Linked DNA regions of Capra hircus: region 2 is linked to region 1. Evidence: chromatin contacts called from public Hi-C data. All regions are on one chromosome and are shown on one strand. The core of a region is the stretch at or near the end of the contact, and the rest is flanking DNA. Distances in the headings are between cores, read along the strand shown.

Region 1 (7,196 bases), core at 4,230-6,729:
GCTATTGATATTTCTCCTGGCATTCTTGATTCCAGCTTGTGATCCATCCAGCCCTGCATTTCTCATGATGTAGCCTGCATATCAGTTAAATAAGTAGGGTGATGATATACAGCCTTGACGTACTCCTTTCCAAATTTGGAACCAGTCCTTTGTTCCATGTTGGGTTCTAACTGTTGATTCTTGTTCTGCATACAGGTTTCTAAGGAGGCAGGTAAGGTGGTCTGGTATTTCTGTCTCTTCAAGAATTTTCCACAGTGTGTTGTGATCCACACAGTAAAAGGATTTAGCATAGTCAATGAAGCAAAAGTAGATTTTTTTGGAATTCCCTTGCTTTTTCTGTGATCCAACAAATGTTATCAATTTGATCTCTTTTTCTTTTTTTTGTATACATTTTATTTTATTATTTTTTTTAATTATTTTTTTTTTAATTTTAAAATCTTTAATTCTTACATGCGTTCCCAAACATGAACCCCCCTCCCACCTCCCTCCCCATAACATCTCTCTGGGTCATCCCTTCATCTTCCTTTTCTAAACCCAGCTTCTACATCTGGAAGTTCTCAGTTCATGTACTGTTGAAGCCTAGTTTGAAAGACTTTGAGCACTATCTTGCTTTTAGAATGTGTTTGAACTTAAATTACTACCAATTTAAAGCAAGTAGATGTAATTACAGGTCAACACAGATGAACATCACAGTAACCACAAATAAACAGCCAACAATAGATACACAAAAAAGAGAAACACAAATACACCACTAAAGGAAATTATAAAATCACAAAAACAGAAACTAAAAGAGAAAAGAACAGAGACAAACTACAAAAACAACCAGAAAAACAAGTAAGAAAATGATAATAAGTACATATCTATTAACAATTAATTTATGTCAACGGATGTGCCAAAGGCTCCAATCAAATGACAAAGGGTATAGATATTTCACCTCTTTGGTTAAGTTTATTCTTAGGCATTTTATTCTTTTTGATTAATTTTTATTAGATCCCTCAAAAAACTAGAACTAGCATGTGACCCAGCAACTTCACTCCTGGGTATATATCCAAAGAAAATGAAAACACTAATTCAAAAAGATACATGCACCCCCATATTGAAAGCAGCATTGTTTAAAATAGCCACAATATTGAAGCAGTCTAAGCGTCCATCAACAGATGGATGAATAAAGAAGATGTGGTATGTATATAATGGAAAACTGTACTCAGCCATAAAAAAGAATTTGATTCTGCCATTTGCAACAACATGGATGGATCTGAAGGGTATTAAGGTTAGTGAAATAAGTCAGACAGAGAAAAAAGTTTGAGTGTATGTTATCCCTTATATGTTTCAATATAAAAAATAAAACAGATGAATGAGTATAACAAAACAGAAACAGACTCACAGAGAAAGAGAACAAACTAGTGTTCACCAGCAGGGACAGGAAAGGGGGGAAGCACAAGTTAGGAGTAGGGGATTAAGGGATACAAACTACTGTGTATAAAATAAATTAGCTACAAGTATATATTATACAGCACAGGGAATACAGCCAATATTTTACAATAACTTAAAGTTGAATATAATCCATAAAAATATTAAATCATTATATTGCACACTTAAAACTAATATAGTACTGTAAGTCAACTATACCTCAATAAAATATTTTATATATCAGATATGTGTGTTAGTCTCTCAGTCGTGTCCGACTCTTTGCAACCACATGGACTGTGTAGCCTGCCAGGCTTCTCTATCCATGGAATTCTCCAGGTGAGAATACCGGAGTGGATTGCCATTCCCTCCTCCAGAGAAACTTCCCAACCCAGGGATCGAACCCTGGTCTCCTTCTTCACAGGCATATTCTTAAACGCTTGAGCTACAGGGAAGTGTGGCCAATTTGAGTCAAAGTTGTTGTTATTTAGTCAATAAATCGTCTCCAACTCTTTTGTGACCCCGGGAGCCTGCCAAGCTCCTCTGTCTGTGGAATTTTCCAGGTCAAAATACTGGAGGAGGTTGCCCTTTTCTTCTCCATGAGGTCTTCCTGACTCAGGGATTGAACCCACCTCTCCTGACGGCAGGCAGATCCTTTCCCGCTGAGTCCCCTGGGAAGCCCACCTGGCTCCAGCAGTGCCTTGATCACGGCTCCCATTATGAGGGACACTCTAGGCGTCTTATATCTAAGCCACATCTCCCAATCTAGTTTCTTGAGGGTTTTTTATGTCCCCCAATCCAGGTTCTTAAGGGTTGGTTTTTTTCTTTCTTTCTTTTTTTTCTTTTTTCTTTTTTTTTTTTTTTGACCACACCACATGGAATGTGGGATCTTAGTTCCTGAACCAGGGATGGAACTCCATGCCCCCTGCCTTGGAAGCTCAGTCTTAACCACTGGACCATCTGGGAATTCTGCCAATCCAGTTTTGATTAGTACTAAAGCTGAGGTTACAATCTCCAAATGGTTGACTCTATATCTCTCCCTTAAGTGGATCTGAACTCAAGCAAGTAAAATGTGTGTTATTGTGAAGCCTCCTCAAATCCCTACCGAAACCAAGAGAGACACATAGCTATAGCCTTTGCTTGGAGAGGTGCCTGTTATAAATGAAGCTACCTTCCTAGACAGATCCAACACTGATTTATCAGTGGTGTGGCCAGAGCACAGGGCTCAAAGGGCCAGTGAAAATCAACAGGTTTTAAATATCCAAGGTGGACACCACGGAGGAGAAGGGAACCACTGGAAGCCTTGGAACTGATGATGCTCTCCCTGAAAATTTACAAAGTTTACAAGACAGATGCCACTCGCTAGGGCACTCAGATAAGTAGATTTTCCCTAGCACATAGTGCCACATTTGACCTTCAGATGGAAAGTAACCCAGGTTAAAATTAAGTTCCACAATGGACTCTAGACAGTGACCAGCAATTTTTCTTCCCTCTGCGGTTTGATCTGTTTGTTGCTCACACCCCAGATAAGAGGAAGTTTTTACTCGTGTATAGCCATTGGTGTCCTGGGATCAGATTATACATTTCTAGGTTGGCTTCAAATTTTCTTGGGTTGTTTTGTTTGTTTGTTTTGATTTCTTTGTTTAATTCTGTGTGGTGGAACCAGACTGGTGACATTCTTGTTAGTTCTGGTTACCCTCTTACTCCAGGGACTCAAGAAGCACAGGACACATAAGAGACCAAGGCATAGACGACACTGGGTTGGCAGAGCTAAAAGAACCACATCTTCCAAGAGGCATAGGCATAGTTACTGCACCCAGGACACTGAGAATCTAGTCTATACCTGGTCCTCTGCAGCTAGGTCTGAGCAGAGCAGGGACATCAGCTCGGGACACTTTGGGCGATAACCCCTTTGGGAGCTTAACTTACAAAACAGTTCAGTTCAGTTCAGTCTCAGTCGTGTCCAGCTCCCATGAACCGCAGCACACCAGGCCTCCCTGTCCATCACCAACTCCCAGAGTCCACCCAAACCCATGTCCATTGAGTCAGTGATGCCATCCAACCATCTCATCCTCTATCGTCTCCTTCTCCTCCTGTCCTCAATCTTTCCTGGCATCAGGGTCTTTTCAAATGAGTCAGCTCTTCACATCAGATGGCCAAAGTATTGGAGTTTCAGCTTCAACATCAGTCCTTCCAGTGAACACCCAGGACTGATCTTCTTTAGGATGGACTAGTTGGATCTCCTTGCAGTCCAGGGGACTCTTAAGAGTATTCTCCAACACCACAGTTAAAAAGCATCAATTCTTCAGCATTCAGCTTTCTTTATAGTCCAACTCTCATGTCCATACATGACTACTGGAAAAACCATAGCCTTGACTAGATGGACATTTATTGGCAAAGTAATGTCTCTGCTTTTTAATATGCTGTCTAGGTTGGTCATAACTTTCCTTCCAAGGAGTAAGTGTCTTTTAATTTCATGGCTGTAACCACCATCTGCAATGATTTTGGAGCCCAGAAAAATAAAGTCAGCCACTGTTTCCATTGTTTCTCCATCTATTTGCCATGAAGTGATGGGACCAGATGCCATGATCTTAGTTTTCTGAATGTTGAGCTTTAAGCCAACTTTTTCACTCTCCTCTTTCACTTTCATCAAGAGGCTCTTTAGTTCTTCTTCACTTTCTGCCATAAGGGTGGTGTCATCTTACAAAACAGGAGAGATTTTATTTGGGCCCCTGGTGACTGCAGGTATGAAATTAAAAGATGCTTGCTCCTTGGAAGAAAAGCTTTGACAAACCTGGACAGCGTATTAGAAAGCAGAGACATCACTTTGCTGACAAGGTCCGTATAGTCAGAGCTATGAGTTTTCCAGTAGTTGTGTACAGAGGTGAGAGTTGGACCATAAAGAAGGCTGAGCACCAAAGAATTGGTGCTTTTGAACTGTGGTGCTGGAAAAGACTCTTGAGAGTCCCTTAGAGTGCAAGGAGATCAAACCAGTCAATCCTAAAGGAAATCAACCCTGAATATTCATTGGGAGGACTGAGGCTGAAGCTGAAGCTTCAGTACTTTGACCACCTGATGTGAAAAGCTGACTTATTGGAAAAGACCCTGATGCTGAGAAAGACTGAGGGCAGGAAGAGAAGGGGACGACTGAGGATGAGATGGTTGGATGGCATCATTGACTCAATGGGCATGAGTTTGAGCAAATTCCAGGAGATAGTGAAGGACAGGGAAGCCTGGCATGCCACAGTCCATGCAAAGAGTTGGAAACGACTGAGCGACTGAACAACAGTTTTACTATGGGGCTTAATTATGGGAGGGGGGTCAGGAAAGATGGCAAAATGTCAAGCTCCAAACTCTGTCTCTCCACTTAGACAACAGCTGTACTAGCAGAAACTGGCCAAAGAGTGGGAGGCACCCAGCAAGGTCTCAGAGAGAGAAGAGTGAGGTCCTAACAGATCACTCAGCTCTGTAGCTCAGAGCTACACCTGAGCTTCCTATTCTGCTAGTTTCAACAAACTCCAGACAAGCACGGGCAGAAAGCACTGGGTCTCCGCTTGAAGGGAGCCTTCCAGGGGCTCTCCTCCTCTTTTCCCTAAATTTCATCCTGGGGTGAACTAGGTTTGGCCAAGGTGGACTTAATGGCAAAGGTGAAGACCTTCAGGATGAGGAAGAACTCCTGTCCCCAAAGGAAGGAATCATGATCGGATCGACAAGGGACGAGAAACTGAGACCGCGCTTGGGTAACGGTCGATCAGGCAGGAGCGGTTTTCGCCCAGCAAACACCGGATGTCGCGGGACGGGTCGGGACTTCCCCGCGGGCACAAGGTCGCTTACTGGAAGTCAGCTGCTGACGCAAGCTCAGCCCTCTGGGAGCCAGCCACGCACTTTCCCAAAGCACCCTCCCCTTGTGGGGCAGAAGTCAGCCAAGACGACCCTCTAAAGCGATGCACATTATCAAACGTGGTTTTGACGCAGTGGGTAAATAGCCGCTGCCCTGAGCCCCTTCAAGGGCCTCCCTCCACTCCCTGCTGCTCTTGCCATTGATCTTATACCTAAACACCACTACCCGCGCCACCCCACCCCAAGACCTCTCCAATCAGCAACCGATCAGTCCGGGATCCTCCAAGAACCTGCTGCAAACGGCGGCCGGTGTCAGTTTTCATCCGGAGCACACAGAGCAAGATGAAAGGAGAGGCATACCACCGGGGTCACGTTCTTAAAATTCTAATTTTAGCAAATGAAACTTCGCTTTAAATCTGCATTTTTCAGGGTAGGATGCGGGGACGTAGGAGGGATATTCAAGTGGCAGGGGACATAGGTAGACCTATGGCTGATTCATGTTGATGTGGTAGAAACCGACACAATGCTGTAAAGCAACTATCCTTCAATTTTTAAAAAAAAAATTTTTTTTTTTTTTTTTTTTTTTCATTTTTTAGGGTTTTTCCTCTACCCCGTTCCCGGCTCCAGAACCTTCAGAACGTCTACACTGCCCTCTGGTGGCTGAATGTTGTCATTGATCAGTCCCCTTTAGAAATGTCTTAAAACTTTTCCTCTCCTAATTCACCCTGTTGTCAGTCCTGAAAAAGTAGAACTTATTTTTTAATCCTCTAAACAAAGATCTCAAAATCAAGATTAGAAGTGATATTGTTTGTTTGGTTGCAAAGCCTGTCTGAATCTTTTGCCACCCCATGGGCTGTAGCCCACCAGGCTCCTCTGTCCATGGGGTTTCCCAGGCAAGAGTACTGGAGTGGGTTGCCATTTCTTTCTCCAGGGGATCTTCCCCACCCAGGGATGGAACCCACGTCTCCCGTGTCTCCTACTTGGCAGGTGGATTCTTTACCAGTGAGCTACCTGGGAAGCCCTAGAAGTGACATTGTGAAAGTCGCTCAGTCGTGTCAGACTCTTTGCGACCCCATGGACTATTCAGTCCACGGAATTCTCCAGGCCAGTACTGGAGAGGGTAGCCTTTCCCTTCTCCAAGGGATCTTTCCAACCCAGGGATTGAACCCAGGTCTCCCACACTGCAGGTGGATTCTTTACCAGCCGAGCTACAGGGGAAGCCCAAGAATACTGGAGTGGGTAGCCTATCCCTGCTTCAAGAGATCTTCCCCACCCAGGGGTCTCTCTTCCCCACTCAGGGGTCTCCTGAATTGCAGGTGTATTCTTTACCACCTGAGCTGTCAGGGGAGCCCAGAAGTGACATTATTTCCTTCTAAGTAAAAGGGAGTGAAATAATATAAGAAATTGGTGCCTGAGATAGTTTTCCTGTTTGGCAGTTCATATGCCCATAATTGAATTCATGACCTAGACAGAGAGGTCTTAGTTCAAATTGTGAGGATCCTATGTCTTTGACTCTTTTTCACTGCCACTGCTGAGCGGTCCCTGAGAATGTCCTTGGGCCTAGATGTCCTCAAGGACCAGACATCCCTGCCCTCCGGACCTCCCCCTTAGGCTGGCAGTGCTACCAGGTGAGCTTCCCTCAGGGGACTCCCGCAGGGACCAAGGGCTCTCTGAAGCTACAGGGCAGCGACACAGTGCTGCGCATTCATCTGGACAGCCTCCACCTCAGCACGCAGCCTGTTGACCTCCACTGGCTTGCCTTACAGATTTTGAATCTGAGAATGCTTCTTATAAGAGGAGTCTCATGGTGCCTTGCACAGAGAAGAAAGATCTGGGTATTAAGGCGAGCATTACCGCAGCTGACATCCGTCTTTTAAGGGGCGACGAGAAGTGGGTTGCTGTGGGTGGACATCGTCTTGGGGAGGGCTCCATCCGTGCACCGTCATAGC
Region 2 (7,115 bases), core at 4,443-6,942, 270 kb before region 1:
TGTCTCCCCCTTGAATTTTCCGTGAATTCTAATAATAAGAGCATAATAACATAAAGAGCATAATAACATAAAGAACGCTGGGGAGCATTCTCTGGTTAATTCACAGGAAGTCTTCCATTTTGAGTGGCAGACTACATGGGTGTACCGAGGGGTCCTTAATAAACAAAACGACCCCTGCCAACCCTACATCACATAAAATACTTTAATAAACATATTGTGCTTCAATTGTGTGAATGTGTTTACATTTACAGACTAATCCACAATCACCCAATGCTCCTTTATTCCATGAGCATCCTGCTTGTCCTTCTGATGGGCGTTGCCAGCCCAGAATATTCCTTTGCGTTCATGTAGTTGGAGAACACTTCTCTGTCTATGATTTTTTTCTTTTTTTGCCTGATTCAAACAAAGATGGGGGTAAGGGAAGCAGTTAGCACTGAGAGGATAATGTGAAGTCTTGTCCCTTTTCATTTGATTGTTCTCCCGTTTCTTCCTCTAAGAGGAAAAGAAAACCCCCGAGAGTTCTAGACTAGTCATTTTGCCTATGGAGAGTTAGGCAACTTACAGCCTTAGAGTAGGGATCTGGGGTTCTGATTCAGGAGAAAGAATTATAAAAGTAGGAAGGTAACATAAACATCAGGCTTCCCAGGGGCACTGGTAATAAAGAACCTGCCTGCCAATGCCGGAGACCTAAGAGACTCAGGTTCGATCCCTGGATTGGGAAGATCCCCTGGAGGAGGAGAAGGCAACCCACTCCACTAGTCTCGCTTGGAGAATTCCACAGATAGGGGAGCCTCTTGGACTGCAGTCCAAGGGGTTGCAAAGAGTTGGACATGACTGAAGTGCCTTAGCACGAACACAACATAAACATCATAATTCTTGCTTCCCCCATCCCCCACCAACCTCACTGAGGGCGAGTTCATTAAAGACAGATGCAGGAGCTGTTTCTTGGGGTGGGGGTGGGGCAGAGAGAAAGGGCTCCCCAGAGCTGATGCGCATTCATACTGGATGTGGCTGCATCTGCAATGAGGCAAGGAGAATATATAGCCCAAATCTCACCCTGGTCTCGAACATTTATAGAAAGATCTAAAGGAAAACATGAAAAAGCAAGCGCATCATTGGGGGAAAAAAACCGAAACAGAGCCGCATCAATGGCAAAGAAACCATGAGTTAGTTCAGAAAGATATGAACTAGGCAGAGTCAGATGAGAAATGAGAAGTGAGGCGAACGTTGCCTTCTACAGAACCCAGCGGAAGCTCAGCCTTGCGGAGGAGGGGTTGTAGCAAGGTAGGTAAGATCAAGGGGTGGGAAGACCTTGGCGGGAAGAACCGCTGGCCAGTGCTCTTGCACGGAGCAGCTGGCTCCACCACTGGTGCCCAGCATCCGCCCACTAAATATGACCCAGGGAATGAGAGCATGGCACTGGGAGCCAGACTAGGTGGGCTTGTAATCCTGGCTCTGCAATTCACGAGCAAGGTTACAACAGCGCGTGCTGATGTCATCAAAGCGGAGTGGGGCATTTGCACCACGGGCTCCTAACCTGCTGACAAGGCGGAATCACGGGTAACTTTGAATCACTGTGAAAATCCCGAGGGGGATTTGGATGGCAACAGGGACCTTCCATAGTTGTCTGTGTCACCGAATGATCAAGTGCAGGTCCAGTGGACACAGACATGCCAGACATGCCCACAGGCAGATGTGGCTGCAGTGTGTGGCTTTGGGAACTCTGGGCAGCCAGCCCAGTGTGCAGAGTGGTGGGCACAGGCAGCTCCCCCTCCTTTGCCTGATTAGGAGGGACCTTGCATCCTTAATGCTTCCAAAGCCACTCCCCACCCCCACCCCTCAGGGAGGGAAAAAGTTTTCTGATCTGCTTCCCATGATCTTTCATTTGTCTCCATCCCACCTCTCATCTCAGTAAACAGACATTTAAGGATGGAAGCCTGGAGGGGTGGATCGCGGTTTGAAAGCAGCTCTCCCACATCTATTAGGTCAGTGCTGTTAAATGTGAGCAAAGACGAGGAACCTGCTAGGATAAGTAAGCAATTAAAGAGCAAAGGGAGGGACTTCCTTGCTGGTCCACTGGTTAAGACTTTGTGATTCCAACGCAAGTGGTACGAGTTCGATCCTGGTCGGGGAACTAAGATCCTGCATGCTGAGCAGCGTGGCCAGAAAACAAACAAAAAACAACCCCAAATCAACCAAACAACAAGCAACAGCAACAGCAATAACACCAAAAAAAAAACCCAATACAAAGGGAGTTCATAGAGATGAAAGCCTGGTGGAGAAAACGAAAAGAAAAGCCTAACAGAGACAAAGAAGAGCAGAATGGAAAAACCCCCGTATGTGATGGGGAAGACCACCTCCAGGGATTCTTACAGAACCTAGGAAAGAGGCACAAGGTGAACACTACTCCTGGGGACTTCCCTGGTGGGTCAGTGGTTGAGAATCCTCCTGCCAATGCAGGGGCACAGGTGCAATCCTTGGTCCGGGAAGCTTCCACACGCCACGGAGCAACTATGCCCATTTGTTGCAACCGCTGAGCCCGTGCTCCAGAACCCTCGGGCAGCAACTACTGAGCCCATGCCCCCTAGAGACTGTGCTCCACCACAAGAGAAGCCACTGCAATGAGAAGCCCTTGAATCACAACTTGAAAGTAGCCTGCTCGCAGCAATGAAGACCAAGTGCAGTCAAAAATAATAATAATAAATAAAAATTAAGGCAGAAAATCCCATCATGGCCTGGGGAAAAGTCTGGACCCCTGTGGTCTGTAGAGGAAGGGCCCGTGTGGCGATGGAGTGGCTGGAGAGCACCAGTTAGGGGACTAGTAAGAGCAGCACGTATGTTTTGTTGTTTATTTGCACAACAGCCTTAAGAAAGGGAAGGCAGTGGTCATGGCCTTCATTTTAGAGTTGGGGACTTTGGCACAGCTTTGGAGGGAGGATGCCTGGCGGTCACCGCACTGTGAGATGAGGCCGGCATTGGAATCCAGACATGCCAGCCCTATGTGTGTGCTCTTTCCATGCCATCAGGAACACTGCAACAAGATTCCACATCGTTTAACAGCAGAGGGTGTGTGTGGGTACTCAGTCATTCAGTCGTGTACGACTCTTTGTGACCCTATGGACTGTAGCCCACCAGGCTGTTCTGTCCCACACAGAGTGTGTGTGTGCCTCCTAAGCCACTGCAGTTGCATCAGACTCTTTGCCACCCCAAGACAAGGTGTTAAATCAGAAGTCAAAGCCGGGTAGGCGGACATGCTAAGGAGGTGGGAGAAGCTGATGCTGACGGACAGCTGTCAGTGTTTGCCTAGACTCTTGCCTCCTACTTGTGTTTCCTACAAAGATCTGGAGGGGGAGTAGTTATTTTCCAGCGTAAAACAAAGGACTTGAGATTAAAACACCTAGGTTGGTTTCAGCTCATGCAAGTCCTTTATGTTCTAATTGAATCTGCAAAATGGGCTGGAAAATACCTATTTGAGGATTAAATGGCAAAGAGTAGAACAAATCGGTTGCCAAGTGTAAAGTGGCGTAGACACTTACATATCGTTGGCAGGGCTTCTGTGTATGGCCGTGTGGAATACACACTGAGCAAAGAGTCCCCCTTTAAGGTGAGGGGTGGGGAGCTCCTAGTGACATCAGAGCTATAGTCCATTCACACATTTCTGGCCTCTTTCCAGCAGGGGGCAGTAAAGGGCCTGGTTACAAGAATCACTCTGCCAGATATAAGTGTGTCAAGGAAGGGGCTCTTTTCTAGTTTATATGGGTCAATGGAGGCCCTGATACAGGTATTCATACTTGATGAGGAAGAATGGATAATGTATTGATCTGACAGCTATTTAAGCACAAACTGCAAAGCGCAGAGGACAGCTGGAGCCACGAGCAAGGCCTTCTGACCTCATTTGATTTTCCCGAACTGAATAGGATGTACAGACAGTTAGTCACACATGTGATAAAACACACAAACTCACAGCCTTAGAGAAGAACTTACGGTTACCGGGGAGAACGGTGCGGGGAGGGATAGTTAGAGAGTTTGGGATGGACATGTACACACTGCTGTATTTAAAATGGATAACCAACAAGCACCTTCTGTATAGCCCAGGGAACTCTACTCAATATTATCTAACAACCTAAATGGGAAGAGAATTTGAAAAAGGATACATGTATAGGTATAACTGAGTCAGTTTGCTGGACACTAGAAATTAACAGAACATTGTAAATTAACTATACTTCTTTTCTTTCTTTTTTTATAAAGAGATCTGAGGACTTCCCTGGTGGTCCAATGGTTAAGACTTGTGCTTCCGCACGGAGTAAGGGGTGTGGGGTCAGTCCCTGGTTGGGGAAGTTCTGCATGCCTCAAGGTATGGCTGAAAAAACAGAGAACCAAAAAAAAAAAAAAAAAAAACCTATCAAAAAAGAATTATACTTGTGATAAGTGCCACCAAGAAAAAACACTGTACCTGCTGAGTTCAAGAGGCTTTGTTCAAGGTGAGTCTGAAGCTGTGTAGCAAAGAAGGAGGATGGAGAGGTTGGCTATGGGGATGGAGTATGTGATGGGGGAGGAGATACATGAGCTGGCCCTGAGCAGGATGGAGCAGGAAGCGCTGGGTGATGCTCAGAGAACCAGGCTGGAAGAGACCCTGGGGGTGTGGCTAGGGGTTGGAATATGGGTGTGGATTATGTTCTATTTCTTGACCCGGTTGTTGGGTACACCTGGGCTTTTCCTTCGTGTGAGTCCCTCAAGTTGTACAGTACGCACCAGCATTTTTCTGTAAGTACAGTGTACCAGTGCTCCTCAAGACGTCGACCTGCGATGAACTTGACCAGAATAGGAATCAATGCAGGGCTGTCTATGATACTATATATAAAATAGACAACAAATAAAGACCTGCATTGTACAGCACAGGGAACTCCAGTCAATACTCTCTAATGGCCTAGATGGAAATTATCTAAACTGGAGTGGATATATGTATTATGTATACCTGATTCACTGTGCTATACAGCAGAAAGTAATACAACACTGTAAACCAACTACACTTCAATAAGGATTTTAAAAGTAATAAAAAGAGTGCGTGCTACGTCTCTTCAGTCATGTCCACCTCTGTGCTAACGTATGGCCTGTAGCCCGCCAAGTTCCTCTGTCCATGGGATTTTCCAGACAAGAATACTGGAGTGGGTTGCCATTTCCTCCTCCAGGGGATCTTCCCGACCCAAGCATCGAACCTGTGTCTCATGTCTCCTGCAGGTGGATTCTTTACCACCAGCGCTGTCTTGGAAGCCCCAGATGAAAACAGGGATGTTAGTAAACGAGGCTAGAGAATGCTGAAGTCATTTATGGTCCTCCCAGAACTCAGTGGTTTATTATAGACGTCAGCAAACTACGGCCCAGGAGCCAATCGGCCCAGTGTCTGTTTCTGTAATGAATGTTTCATTGGAGCGGAGCCAGGCCTACTTGTTCATGTTTTTGCCTCTGCCCGTTTCCTGCTCCCAAGAAAGGGTTAAAGTAGCAGCCATAAACCGGTGTGGCCAGCTGAGCCTAAATGACTCACTTTCTGGCCCGTTTTAGAAACGTTTCAAGCTTTGGCTTGCAGTGGCCCCCTCACTTCTGTCCACATTTCTCTGGCCAAGTCACATGGCCCTTCTTGAGTACACAGGGCAGGAGTATGTGACCTTCTGAGATGCTGGCGAGCAGTATTGTGACCTCCCACCTCGGGCTTAACCCTGCGCAGTGCGCAGAGAAGTTTCCAGGAAAACACTGGCAGACTATCTCTCTTGGCCTGTGTGTTCAACAAATGGAAAAGGCTTGTTATTCCTGTGTGTGTGTTAGCCAATCGTGTCCGACTCTTTGCAATCCCATGGACTGTAGCCCAGCAGGCTCCTCTGTCCATGGAATTCTCCAGGCAAGAAGACTGGAGTGGGTAGCCATTCCTTTCTCCAGGGGCTTTTCCCGACCCAGGGATTGAACCTGGTTCTCCAGTGTTGCAGGAAGATTCTTTATCATCAGATCCACCAGGGAAGCCCTTGTTATTTCTAGCACTGGTGAAGACATAGGGGAAAGTGTGTCCACACCACATTTGTGGGAGTCTAAACTGGTAACAGTTTGATCATCAGATATGGCATTATTTATTTTATTTTTAATTTAATTTTTTGGCCACACCACACCATGCCACTTATGGGATTTAAGTTGCTTGGCCAGGAATTGAAGCCAGGCCCTCGGCAGTGAGAGCACAGAATCCTAACCACCGGATGACCAGGGGTTTCCCAGTATGGGATAATCTTATTTTTTAAAATATTTATTTGTTCATTTGACTGCGTCGGGTCTTAGTTGTGGCACACAGGCTCAGTGGTTGTGGCACGAGAGCTTAGTGCCCAACCAGGGACTGAACTCATGTCCCCGGCACAGTTAGGTGGATTCTTAACCACTGGACCAGCAGGGAAGTCCCGAGATAATTTTAAACCTGCAGATTCATGCATTAGCCTATTTTACCTCCAGAGACAAACCATGAAGAAATAACCCAGAGAAAGTGTCCCCTTTGAAAAGGTTTGCTGCACTCACGTCACTGGGACGGCCCGAATCAGAGAGGAGCCCCCAGACTCCATGGAGTGGAGGTGACTCTGCTGATGGATATGTAAACAGCAGAACCTGGGAGAGGTGACCTGCGTCCCCAGGACACTGCTGAGGCGACCTGCACCCTGTGGATGCGATTACTTCTCCCAACAACCACCCCCAGACCCCGAGACCCCTGCTCTGTCTTCATGCCGCCTCACCAGTGCTTCCCCCTCCTTCTAGCGGCCACTTTAGAGCTGCATCACCTGTGCGGGCTCCACGAGAGACCCTCCCACGCTGAGCCTTCAGGTGACCAGTGCCACCACCAGCTTTGTCCTTTTGTGCAGGCTTTCGGGCACCCTCAGCCTGTGCCTTTTGGGCTCTCGTCATGACCTTTGAATTTCTGGTTGAGTCGTCCTTCTTTTGAGTCTCTTGGATTCTGAGCCCTGATGAGGCTGCTCCTGGACCAAATAGAGATTTGTGATGAGTTTTCACTGGGGTCCCAGTGGCCCTCTCGTTAGCGACCTTCCTCTCACATTCCCAGTCCCCTCACTTTGAGTTCCCTTTGTACCCCT

What was found. A called contact is a pair of places that touch in the nucleus more often than the background predicts.
Region 2: a Hi-C map of blood shows a contact between it and region 1, with 2.9 times the contacts expected there. The contact joins two enhancer-like sites. A contact is called at or near these places in 2 of 5 Hi-C or Micro-C datasets (both in blood).

The regions. Positions count from the first base shown.
Region 1 is chr2:17,256,679-17,263,874 of ARS1.2, reverse strand. No RefSeq gene overlaps it. Among named protein-coding and RNA genes, the nearest start is that of CAB39, 70 kb to the right of the region's middle. Within about 2 kb of position 5,479, at least 3 of the 5 cell types and tissues checked have an H3K27ac peak or open chromatin away from gene starts, as enhancers often do.
Region 2 is chr2:17,523,753-17,530,867 of ARS1.2, reverse strand. SP110 (sp110 nuclear body protein) reads right to left here. Exons shown (of 19, transcript XM_013973239.2): 11 at 6,807-7,001. Among named protein-coding and RNA genes, the nearest start is that of SP110, 31 kb to the right of the region's middle. Within about 2 kb of position 5,692, at least 5 of the 5 cell types and tissues checked have an H3K27ac peak or open chromatin away from gene starts, as enhancers often do.